2 separate regions of the Sus scrofa genome follow, and region 2 is linked to region 1. The links are chromatin contacts, called in public promoter capture Hi-C maps. All regions are on one chromosome and are shown on one strand. Each heading gives the region's core, a stretch centred on a gene start, on an enhancer-like site or on the middle of the called end of the contact. The rest is flanking DNA. Distances are from core to core; before and after follow the strand shown. Region 1 holds the start of KDELR3 (KDEL endoplasmic reticulum protein retention receptor 3). Region 2 holds the start of GCAT (2-amino-3-ketobutyrate coenzyme A ligase, mitochondrial).

Region 1 (5,381 bases), core at 2,216-4,715:
CCCCATTCTGTTGGGGAATGGACTCGTCCGTGTCTCCGAGGCAGGACTTCGGGGCTGTCTGGGAAGAGTTCATTCCTTCCACGGGGGAGCATCCACTAGCCAAGACCAGAAAAAGCCATAACAGGCCCTAGGGACCCCAAGGGAGTCCCAGGAACCGGGGCCCCTAGCTCCCCTTTCCTTCAGGGCCCTGCCTGGCCAGAGGCAGCTGATGAGGTGATGAGATGTCCTGAGGATCGTGACTTTCACGTTACGGCCACACCTTCCTTCCACACAGTTGGCAGCATTGTCACTACAGTGGTGAAATATAACAAAGGGCTATAGGTCCGGGGAGGGGAAAAAAAAAAAAGGCTGAGCGTACATTTTCCCTGTAATTAAGCAGCTCCCCCATTCTCTCTCCCGTAAATCTGACACTGAACATACAATTTGTGAGGGAAAAGAAAACTTGCCCTTTGAGCTGAAGAAAACACCCCTCTTGGCTTCCCCTCAATTGCACGTCTACAGCAGGCAGATTGCAGGTGTCAGGAAAGCGAGGCTTAGAGTGGTGAGGGACTTGCCTGGAACCACCCAGCATCTGGGAAAGACAGGCCTGACGGTGCAGGTGGCCAGAGTGGTGACATGGGCTAGAGCCAGCGGGGTAAAATAAGTAGGGGATTTTTTCCCTCTTCTTCATGGGAAGCTTTGGAAAACACTCCACCCTGAAGATAAGGGAGGTACGAAAAAGGCAGGGCTGACTGCTAAGGACAAAGTGGTAGAACCTGGGGGAGAAGAGGTCTATGCGACTTGGGGAAGCAAGAGGACAAGTTTGAGCCTCAATTTTCTCATCTGTAAAGTGGGGGTGTCTCTTCCTCTCCTGAGACATAACGATGATCAGCTTCAGAGGGGGATTGGGAAGGCTAGATGCAGGGAGGACCAAGGAGCCGGTCGCAATACTGCTAACTTCATTATCCCCATTAACAGATGGGAAAGCTGAGGCCCAAGGAAGGGACATGGCAGGCTTAAGGCTACACTAGAAGGCTGCAGGATGAGACCCCTTGGCCCCGGGGCTACTCAGCCTGGGTTCTTCCCACTCCACCACCATGGTGGTCACTTCTCAGACCTCCCCTGGCCTGGCCCAGTCCCCCCGTGGTCCCCCCTGAAGAAATAGAAGAGGACGATTCTAGCCTTGTTCCAAGCCCCCGCTGGCAGTTGGGGCTGCTTCTCGGGAGGACAGATGTTTCACCAAATGGCAAATGCACGTGCTTTTCCCTGGCTTGGGGAGGAGGTGGGCGCTGAGAAGGAGATGCCAGCTGGTTGGGCAGAGAGAACCGTAGCCACACCTGAGGGATTTAAATAGCCACCGCCTTCTCTGGGCACCGACTGGAGAGGAAGCATCTGGGCAGGGGAGGGGGTGGGGGTGGGGGTGGGGAGAGGAGAGAACCCAGCGGCCCATTCAGAACCTGTCACAGCCCTGGGATGAATGCCTGGCTCTTCCTCCCAGAGGAACTTGGACCCCACATCTCACCTCCCTGACTTCAATAAGCTTTACCTGCAAAGTGAGGATTTTGAGTCTGCTTCGGAGCGTGACTGTTGAGGCCTGGCCCATGCCTGGCACCCAGGAGATGCTTAGTACTTGATGGCTGTTATCCCAAACCTCTCTGCCAGGGCAACAGTCCCCACTGCAGCATACCTAACAAATGGGCACCCACCCCCTGCTTACCTGTCTCTCATGACAGGGAGCTCATCACCTCCCATGACAACCTACAGTGTAATGTAATGATTTAATTGCATGAGCCCTGGAGTCAGACTGTATGCTGGAGTCCAGGTTCCACTATTTAGCGTCTGTGCGACTCTAAGCAAATGACTTAACCTCTCTGTGTCTCAGTTTTCCCAGTGTGGAATGAGAATAACAACAGTACCTCCCTTTTAGTTTCACTTAGATCTCAACCTTTCGTGTGCACACAAAGCACCCACGGATCTTGTTTAACAGCAGAGCAGATAGATTCTGGTCCACTTGGTCTGGGGCGGGACGCAAGAGTCCGCATTTCCAGCAGGTGATACAGATGCTGCTGGTCCTTGGACCATATTTTGAGCCTCAAAGTACAGCCTTGCCGTACGACTCATGGTGAGGGGGCCATGAAAGGGTCACGAATAGAGGGGTGATGGGTTTTTATCATGGCAAAGCCTCTCTGGCTATCTGTGCTGGGGGTGGGGGGAGGCCAGTAATTTGGGGAGAGATAAAGGTGCTGAGTGGGAGAAGGGGTTACAGGGGCCAAAGGAGGGTGGCGGTAAAGGCCCTTAGCATATGCACTCCAGTCCTACAGATGCAGATACCAAGGCCCAGAGAGGGTGGCTGACCTCCTTAGGCCACACAGCACTGAAAGGACTCCTGACCATGATTAGTCCTTCACCCTTCCTGCCTCCCAACTTGCTGGCCGACATCCCACAGCCCTTTGGAGTCTTTCCTGGCCTTTGCTTCTGTTTAATATCTTGTCACAGCAGGAAGAGGGAGTGACACTCAGTGAGGGCCTTGGATCTCCGTGATAGGCTTGACCTCTTCCATACCCACAGTAACGCCATTTTACAGATGCAACACTGAGGCCAAGAGAGGAAGGCTTGGCGTTCCCCTCGTGGCGCAGTGGAAATGAATCCGACGAGGAACCATGAGGTTTCCAGTTTGATTTCCTGGCCTCGCTCAGTGGGTTACAGATCCAGCGTTGCTGTGAGGTGTGGTGTAGGTCACAGATGTGGCTCGGATCTGGCGTTGCTATGGCTGTGGTGTAGGCCAGCAGCTGTAGCTCCCATTCGACCCCTAGCCTGGGAACCTCCATATGCAGCGGGTGCGGCCCTAAAAAGACACACACACACACACACACACACACACACACACACACACACACACACACACACACACACACACGAAGGTCAGCCTGACTCCCAACCTGAGTGTTTGGTTACCACTGTCCAACAGGTCAGGAGGGGACAAGGCAGCTATTCAAATTAACAGGTGAGAGCGTAGGGATTCTGGCTCCAGCTCTTCTCACCCAAGAAGGGAAGAGTTCAAACCCCAGAATGATGATGACAATAGCAGGAGGTCACCGTTTATGGGAGGCTTCTAAACTGCCAAGCTTCGTGCCAAGCAGTGGCACGAGGGACCCAGCTTCACCCCAACACTGGCCTTACTAGCCCTGGCTACAGACGAGGGAACTGAGGCAGAGAGAGGATCCCCGTGGCTTGCCCAGGGTCACGTGCGAGAGCACCCCCCCCCCGCCCCCGGCACTCCTCTGTGGACCCTTCTCCGGACACCGGCGGGGCGCGGCGGGACGGGGCGAGCACCCTGCGGGCACTGAGCGGCCCGGGCGGCGGGTAGCGGGCCCCAGCCGGAAGGCCGATGGCCGGCCGAGCGGTGCCCGCCCGGGCTGGACGGGGGGCGGGATCTCGGGATCTCGGGCGGCGCCGCTTCCTGGCTCCCAGGCGCGGCGGCCGGTCTGGCCACGTCACCGCCCGGCCGAGAGCGCGCTGGTGGAGCGGCGGCGCCCGGGAGCGCGGAGCTCGGGGGCGCGGGCAGGGGCGCGGGACCCAGAGCCCGGGGCCGGGGACGTGGCAGCCGCCTCGCCCGCCAGAAAGTTTCCCAGGAGTTGGCTGCGCGCGGACCGGACCATGAACGTGTTCCGTATCCTCGGCGACCTGAGCCACCTCCTGGCCATGATCTTGCTTCTGGGGAAGATCTGGAGGTCCAAGTGCTGCACGGGTGAGGGGCGCCTGGGGCGGGCGGTGTGGGGCCGGGGGCAGAGGTGCCAGCCCTACGCTGCGGCAGCGGGGCTTGACGAGGGGCTCCTGAATGTCTGTTCAGGGTGGGGACTTCGGCTTGGGGGAGCTGGAAGCTGTTTTTGCACAGCTCAGCTTCCAAAGAAAACTTAGAGTCACACCACATCAAAGAAGAAGGACCCGTGGAGATTATGGAGGGAGGCTGGGCTTGTGCTTCCATTGACCCTCCCCGCCTCCCGCCCCTGCTTGGCATTGCCACTGCTAGTTGGAAGAGGAAGGGACCCCCTTTGCTGCCCAGGAGCAGCACCCTTTGGGTCCCATTGTTCCGTCTAACCTCACTCAGGCAGGAGGATGGGGAACAGGAGGTGGGGGGGTGGGGAGGTGTACACACAGGAAGTGGCTCCAAACTCTCAAGGTCTTCTCTTTCCCAACCCCCCCCCCACCTCCTCTGCCCCATAGGCTAGGTAGGCCCTCTTTCCTCCCCTGCCTGTGCCACAGGCGGCTGTGATGTGGCAGGAGGGGCACGGAGCTGCCCATGAGCAGAAGCCCAGGGAGGGTGGGAGGGGTCCCCCTTTTGTCCAGTAGTCTGGCTGCCCTGATGGAGGCTTGGAGAACTTTCAGGCCTGGACTGTGGTGACCACACAGACTCAGTGCATGAAGAAGCCGCTGGAGCCGCCTGCAGCCATCTCTGTCCACTGGTGTCCTGGAGGCGCCTGCCCTGCGCTTGGCACTGGGGTGAGGGGATACAGAGACGCGCATGGGCTCCTCGTGGGGGCCAAGGAGGCTGAGAGTGGACTCCTGAAGGCTTCATGGAGGGAGCGGCTCTGTGCTGAGTCCTGGAAGACAGGCAGGGTGTCACTCAGGGAAGGTGTGTGAGGGCATGTATGTCTCGGGAATGGTGAGCAGCCGATTTGGGGGTAGCCCAGGAGGGAGATGAGTCCAAGGGGTGGGTAGTCAGATGTGAAAGGGCCTTGTCTGTCAGGCTAGGGAGATGGGACTGGGGAGCCATGGAAAGTTTGGGAGCAGGGAGGGGCCTCAGAAGGGCCTCTGGAAGCTGTGCGGAGCGGCTAATGGAGGAAGCAGAGAGAGCATCACAGAGACTGCCAGCTTCTGTGGGGGTGAGAGGTGCTCATGTGAGGGTCACTGCAGAGGGAGTGATTACAGACCTGGAAGCCCTTCGGGTTTGGGGTCTCTGGGGAGATAGGCAGTCACTGGCACTCTGGTTTCCATTTGGGGGAAGTGGGCCAGGAACACTGACAGGGGCTCCAGTGAGAGGAATAATCTAGCTTGGACCTGTTGCTGCCACGGGAAGCCCTAGACTGGGTGAACAACCATGACCAGGAGGGGGCGCCGTTCCACAACCCGCTCTGCCAGGCGTTGTACCAGGCACCTGCCATATACCTGGCCAACCCAGGCAGAGATCCTGGCCTGGTGGGTCTGAATCTAGCTAGTGGGAGATTGCCAAAAAGCAACAGTGGTAGCAACTGAGTAAATGATACGGTTTGTTAGAGATGCTAAGTGCTGTGGGGAAAGAAAAGGGGGGATGGGGCCTGTGTGTGCACAGAGAGGGCTCAGCCTGGTTGAGAACGGGGGAGGGGAGGGGTCTGAACGCCAGGTCATCAGCCCTGGGGAGCAAA
Region 2 (5,166 bases), core at 2,334-4,833, 520 kb before region 1:
GGGAGGGAGCCTGGACCCCCCCAGCTGGGCCCTAGGCGTGGGGGGCAGCGAACTCTGTCTCATGACACCCCCAAACTCCTGGGCTGAGGAAGGACTACAAATGAATTCCCGGCTAGGATATATGGGGGATGTGGGGGGTCTTTGAGGAGAGGGGGTGACTCGGAAGACCCTTCGTCACTCCCTCAGGGGACCCAGGCAGCACGGGGGGTCTGGCTTCAGGACAGAACCCCGACGCAGAGGTCAGGGGGCGCGGTGGGGGAGAGGAGACCGAGGAGGGGGCAGGGACAAAGTTTGAAAGTGCCCTTCCAACTCTTCCAGGGAAAGTTTGCCTGGGGGCCCCAAGGACAGAGAGAAGGTAGAGGTGCGGGTGGGCCCGGTAGCGGGATGACCCCCGAGAGGTGATCGGACCCTGGGGGAGCGACCCCTCCCCCCTGTCCCGGCTCGGCCCGGCTGGGAGTCGCCCGGCTCGGGGCCGCGTGTGTTAGTTGGGGCCGCTTTCCGGCCGCTCCGCCGGGCTGGGGGGTCCCGCCGCGGGCCGGGAGCGGGGCCCCCGGTAGCCCCAGGGGGGAGCTTTGCTACGGGGGGTTTCCCGCACCGGGGCGCCCCGGCCCCGCAGAGCCAGCCCCCCGCAAAGGGGAAATGTGCCGGCGCGCCGGCGGTCCTCGGCGCCGTTTGGGGCGCGTGGCGGGCGCGGGGGGCGGCGGCCGGGCCGGCGGGACGCCCGGCGGGGGAGCCCAGGGAGCCAGGCAGCGGCCCTGGGCGGCGGCGGGGGCGGGAAGGCCCGGGCCGGGGGGAAAGGTCGGATTTGCTCGGCAGAAGAAACACAGATGGCGGCGGCGCGGCGCCATTCCGGGCCCGGAGCAGGCAGCCAGCAGCCCTGTCCTCACCGCGGTCCGCCCGCCGCCGCTAAATACCCGGATGCGCCGCCCGAGCGCCAGACGCGGAGCTGGGAAAAGGGAGGCAGAGGAGGCGGAGGCGGAGGCAGAGCCGGGCGCTGAGACCGACCGACAGACCCGCGGGGCCGGGCCACGCAGAGCCGGCCCAGCGAGTGCCCCCCCTCCCCGCGACCCGAGCCAGGTCCGAGAGGCGGCCCCCGGCCTGGCCTGGGAGCCAGGAGCGCCCAGAGCAGATCCCGAATCAGGCTTCCCTCGGCCTCCGACGAGGGCTGGCCCTTTGGAAGGCGCCTTCTTCAACACAGGACCAGGCAGGCCACCATGACCGAGAACTCCACGTCCACCCCGGCGGCCAAGCCCAAGCGGGCCAAGGCCTCCAAGAAGTCCACAGACCACCCCAAGTATTCAGACATGATCGTGGCTGCCATCCAGGCAGAGAAGAACCGCGCTGGCTCCTCGCGCCAGTCCATCCAGAAGTACATCAAGAGCCACTACAAGGTGGGTGAGAACGCCGACTCCCAGATCAAGTTGTCCATCAAGCGCTTGGTCACCACCGGGGTCCTCAAGCAGACCAAAGGGGTGGGTGCCTCGGGGTCTTTCCGCCTGGCCAAGAGCGACGAGCCCAAGAGGTCAGTGGCCTTCAAGAAGACGAAGAAGGAAGTCAAGAAGGTGGCCACGCCAAAGAAGACGGCCAAGCCCAAGAAGGCTGCCTCCAAAGCCCCAAGCAAGAAGCCCAAAGCAACCCCGGTCAAGAAGGCCAAGAAGAAGCCGGCTGCCACGCCCAAGAAAGCCAAAAAACCCAAGACTGTCAAAGCCAAACCAGTCAAGGCATCCAAGCCTAAGAAGGCCAAACCAGTGAAGCCCAAAGCGAAGTCCAGTGCCAAGAGGGCCGGCAAGAAGAAGTGACAATGAGGCTTTTCTTGTGGACACTCCTGCCTGTCTCCTGTTTTCTGTAAATACTTTTTTCTTCTCACTTGATCCTCATCTGCAACCCTTTGCCCCTTCCTCGTCTGACTTTATAAAGAGACAGAATTTGGATTCCTCAGAAATTAGGGAATAATTCATTTCTCTTGAAGCAGTCATGCAAGGACAGCAACGACAAATCTCTGTAATGATGTACTTCTATTTTGTTTTGTTAATTTGTCATTAATCTACTTATGGTTTGGGGGATTTGGGTGGGTTTGTGTGTTTTGTTCAGTTGGATGGTTGATTCATTCGGAAGGTAAAAGTCGGGGGAGAATGGGGCAAGGTAGCTTGTGGCAAGATGACAGGGAGCCCAGCCTTGGTAAGGTTTTAAGTTGAACACTCCTCGTGAGTTGCAGAACGTTAGCGGAGAGGAGAGAGGTGGCATCAGTGGGACGGCAAAGGAGGGAGCAGGGGAAAAAAAAAAACAAAAAACCCTGTCTGGGCTGATTTGCACCTCCCAGTGGTGAGCAGTGGGGCATCCACATCCAGTTTCCTTCTCACTTCTGTTCCTTTGCCCCTGTAGCCTCCCTATTGTCCTAGGTGAGGGGAGGAGGTCAAAATGACAGCTGGTCCTAGAAATTGTGGCTTCTCAGAATCAGCTGGAGACTAGCTATTGGGAGACCTCTGTGGCTTCCGAAGGTCTCCTGTGAAACAGCAGAGGAAGCTTTGGGGGAAGGGTGGGGAGTGGGTCAGCCAAGTGCCTCAGAGTGCCCTGTTAAAACTTGGTTTTTTTCCACACCATCGGATTGCATCCTAGGAGGACCTTTTTTCCTTTTCGCCTGATTTTTGGTTCCTCCTGTACAAGAGATGGCTTTGCCAGGTGGTCGGCCGGGGCTCCAGCCCTGCCACCCGCCACTTAAAAACCTCCTGACCTCTTTACTTCTGAGTCTTTTATGAGTAGTTGTAGATGGGGGAGGAGGGGGGCGGGGAGTGGACAGTGAGACATACTGCAGTTGACTTTGAATTGCTAAGTAGTTTTACAGAGCTAGGTCTGTGTGTATGTGTGTATATGTATATATACAATCTAGGGCTAGGACTTAACGTTTCACACCCGGGAGCTGGGAGAAAAAACCTGTACAGTCTTTCCCTTTTTTGTAATAAAATGGGAAAACGCGCAATTGTGCGTCCTTCCCCTCCCCCCCCCACCATCCCAACCCCCTTTTACTTTTTAAACAAGTGTTATTTGTGCCGGGAAGAATTTGCTGTCTTTGTAATTTTGAAACTTTAAAATAAAATTGAAAAAAAAAAAAAAGGAAAAAGCCCGTGCAGTGTGTTTTTCTTCACTTCCAAGCCTGGAGGAGAATGCGTAGCAATCGGATGGGCAAGGAGTGGGGGAAATCTCGGGGGCGTTTGCACCTGAGAATGGGGGAGGGTTCCAAGAGCTCGACAGAACCGGGGCAACCCTGGGGCTAGAGCGTACAGAATGTGCTTCAGCCCGCTTCCCGGCGCCTGCCTCCCGCGCCCGTAGGGCATCCCCTTAACCTTCCGAGTGCTAAGTGTGCAGGCAGGGGATGGGTGGGGGTCTGGAGGCCCGGACGCGCGTTCCTCCGCCCCGTCACTTCCCCTCCCCCTTTGAGGACAGCTCCAGTCTCAATTTACAGACCAATCCACTTTCGTCCACTGCGGATCCCGCCAGGCCCCGCCCGCCCATCCCTGGGTCCGCCTCCCCTGCCCCAGTAGCGGGGGCCCCTCGCTCTGATTGGCTGTCGGGGCCCAGCCCCCGCCACGTGATCAGGCGGGGGTCTCCGTGCGTACAGCCCGCAGCGGGCAGGCGCGCTCCGGCGAGGTGGACGCGATGTGGGCCGGCCGCATCCTCTGCGCTGCCCTCTCCCGGGCCCCCCGCGGCTGTCGCCCGCAGTCAGCGCTGGCTCAGCTGCGTGGCATTCTGGAGGAGGAGCTGGAAGGCATCCGCGAGGCTGGCACCTGGAAAAGCGAGCGGGTCATCACGTCCCGTCAGGGGCCGCGCATACACGTGGACGGCGTCTCGGGAGGTAATGGACCCCGCTCCTGCTGGGAATCGTCAGACCTGGCCAGGCGTTCGAGGGCCGTTCTGAGGCTTGGGCTGGAATGGAGGTCCTGGAGGCCGTGGGCGGGCAGGAGCACCTGCACAGGTCGCTGCTGTACCCTTCCCCATCTGTCAGGCCGACTTGTCGACTTCTCGGCTTCCCGCGGTTAGCTCTAACCTGGTTAACGCGAAGGGAGGTAATTTGCCCTTAAGCCCCTTTTTGATTCAGAGGGCACGGCTGGCCCGAGATCAAGCGCTGTGAGAATGTGAGAAAAAAAAATAGAGAGATACCAGCGGGCTCTCACTCTTCCGCTTCAAGGGAGGGTGGTGAGAAGGCGGCAGCATGAACTTCTGCGTTTCTGGAGCCGCTGCTTTGTTCAGGCTTCTATTAATTGCTGCACTTGGACTTCTGCAAACTTCAAAACGTGGGGATGACCAATCCCATTTACAAACGAAGAAGCTGACCCTCAGAGATGTGAAGTGGCTGGCGGGAAAGGCCCCAGCCAGCTGCAGGCAGAGCTGGGCTTTGGTTTGGTTTGGCATATGGAACTAGCAGGTCAGCTAACTGGCCAAAATCACAGTGAGCAAAGGGCTCCAGGGCTGCTGCAGAAGTCACACCATGAATTGGCCCACCAGGCCACCCTTGTTTCTGTCTCACACCCCACAGCTTGTCTGTGCCTGGCCCCACCAGGTGGAGGTGCTGGTGACAAGCGGACCCCCAAACCTGCCATCTGCCCAGGAAATGGGCATGGACTCCTTGGTGCTGTTGTGCTCGTTTATAAAACAGAGGTCCCTGGAAGGCCCTGCCTTGCCCTCAGAGAAGCTTGGAGCTGGTCAAAAGATGGGGAATGAGGAGAGCGAGGCTCTTTTCCTGCTTTCGCCTCTCCCAGGCTGAGTAAACCTTGCCTCCTCTGGTCAGCTGTGCTCGCTTTGGGCTTTATAATTCAAGGGTCAGGTTCTGATGCGCTTCTCTACTAGGCAGCAAAGCCAGCCGTGTGGAGCGTGGGGACCAAGGCGGGCCTCTGACCCAGCTGTCCCCTGTCATCCACGAGGAAACCAGGGCCCAGACGAAGGGTTGCTGGTGAGCTTCAATGACAGGAGAAGCCAGTGAGGAACGGCCGGTTCCGCTTTGGGTGGAATGTGCAAAGTCCTTTTGTTTGTTTTGTTTTTTAAGTTTTATTGAAGTAGAGCTCGTTTACAATGTTGTGATAATTTCCGCTGCAAAACCAGAGTTTAAACTCCTCGTCCTCCGAGGTGCTGCTGTGAGGGTCCCTATCTGTCCCTCCTTTTCCTGTAACTGTT

Evidence for each region. Promoter capture Hi-C pulls out the DNA fragments that hold promoters and counts their contacts.
Region 2: a contact with region 1 is called in a promoter capture Hi-C map of liver, with 2.8 times the contacts expected there. The contact joins the promoter of GCAT here to the promoter of KDELR3 in region 1. A contact is called at or near these places in 1 of 5 promoter capture datasets (liver) and 1 of 47 Hi-C or Micro-C datasets (liver).

The regions. Positions count from the first base shown.
Region 1 is chr5:9,513,807-9,519,187 of Sscrofa11.1, reverse strand. It overlaps KDELR3 (KDEL endoplasmic reticulum protein retention receptor 3), which reads left to right and starts at 3,465. Exons shown (of 5, transcript NM_001244970.1): 1 at 3,465-3,727. The coding sequence starts at 3,637.
Region 2 is chr5:10,036,896-10,042,061 of Sscrofa11.1, reverse strand. GCAT (2-amino-3-ketobutyrate coenzyme A ligase, mitochondrial) reads left to right here and starts at 3,583. Exons shown (of 9, transcript XM_013997525.2): 1 at 3,583-3,850. The coding sequence starts at 3,655. It overlaps LOC100510904 (histone H1.0), which reads left to right and starts at 820. Exons shown (of 1, transcript XM_003126037.4): 1 at 820-3,118. The coding sequence starts at 1,215. The coding sequence ends at 1,799.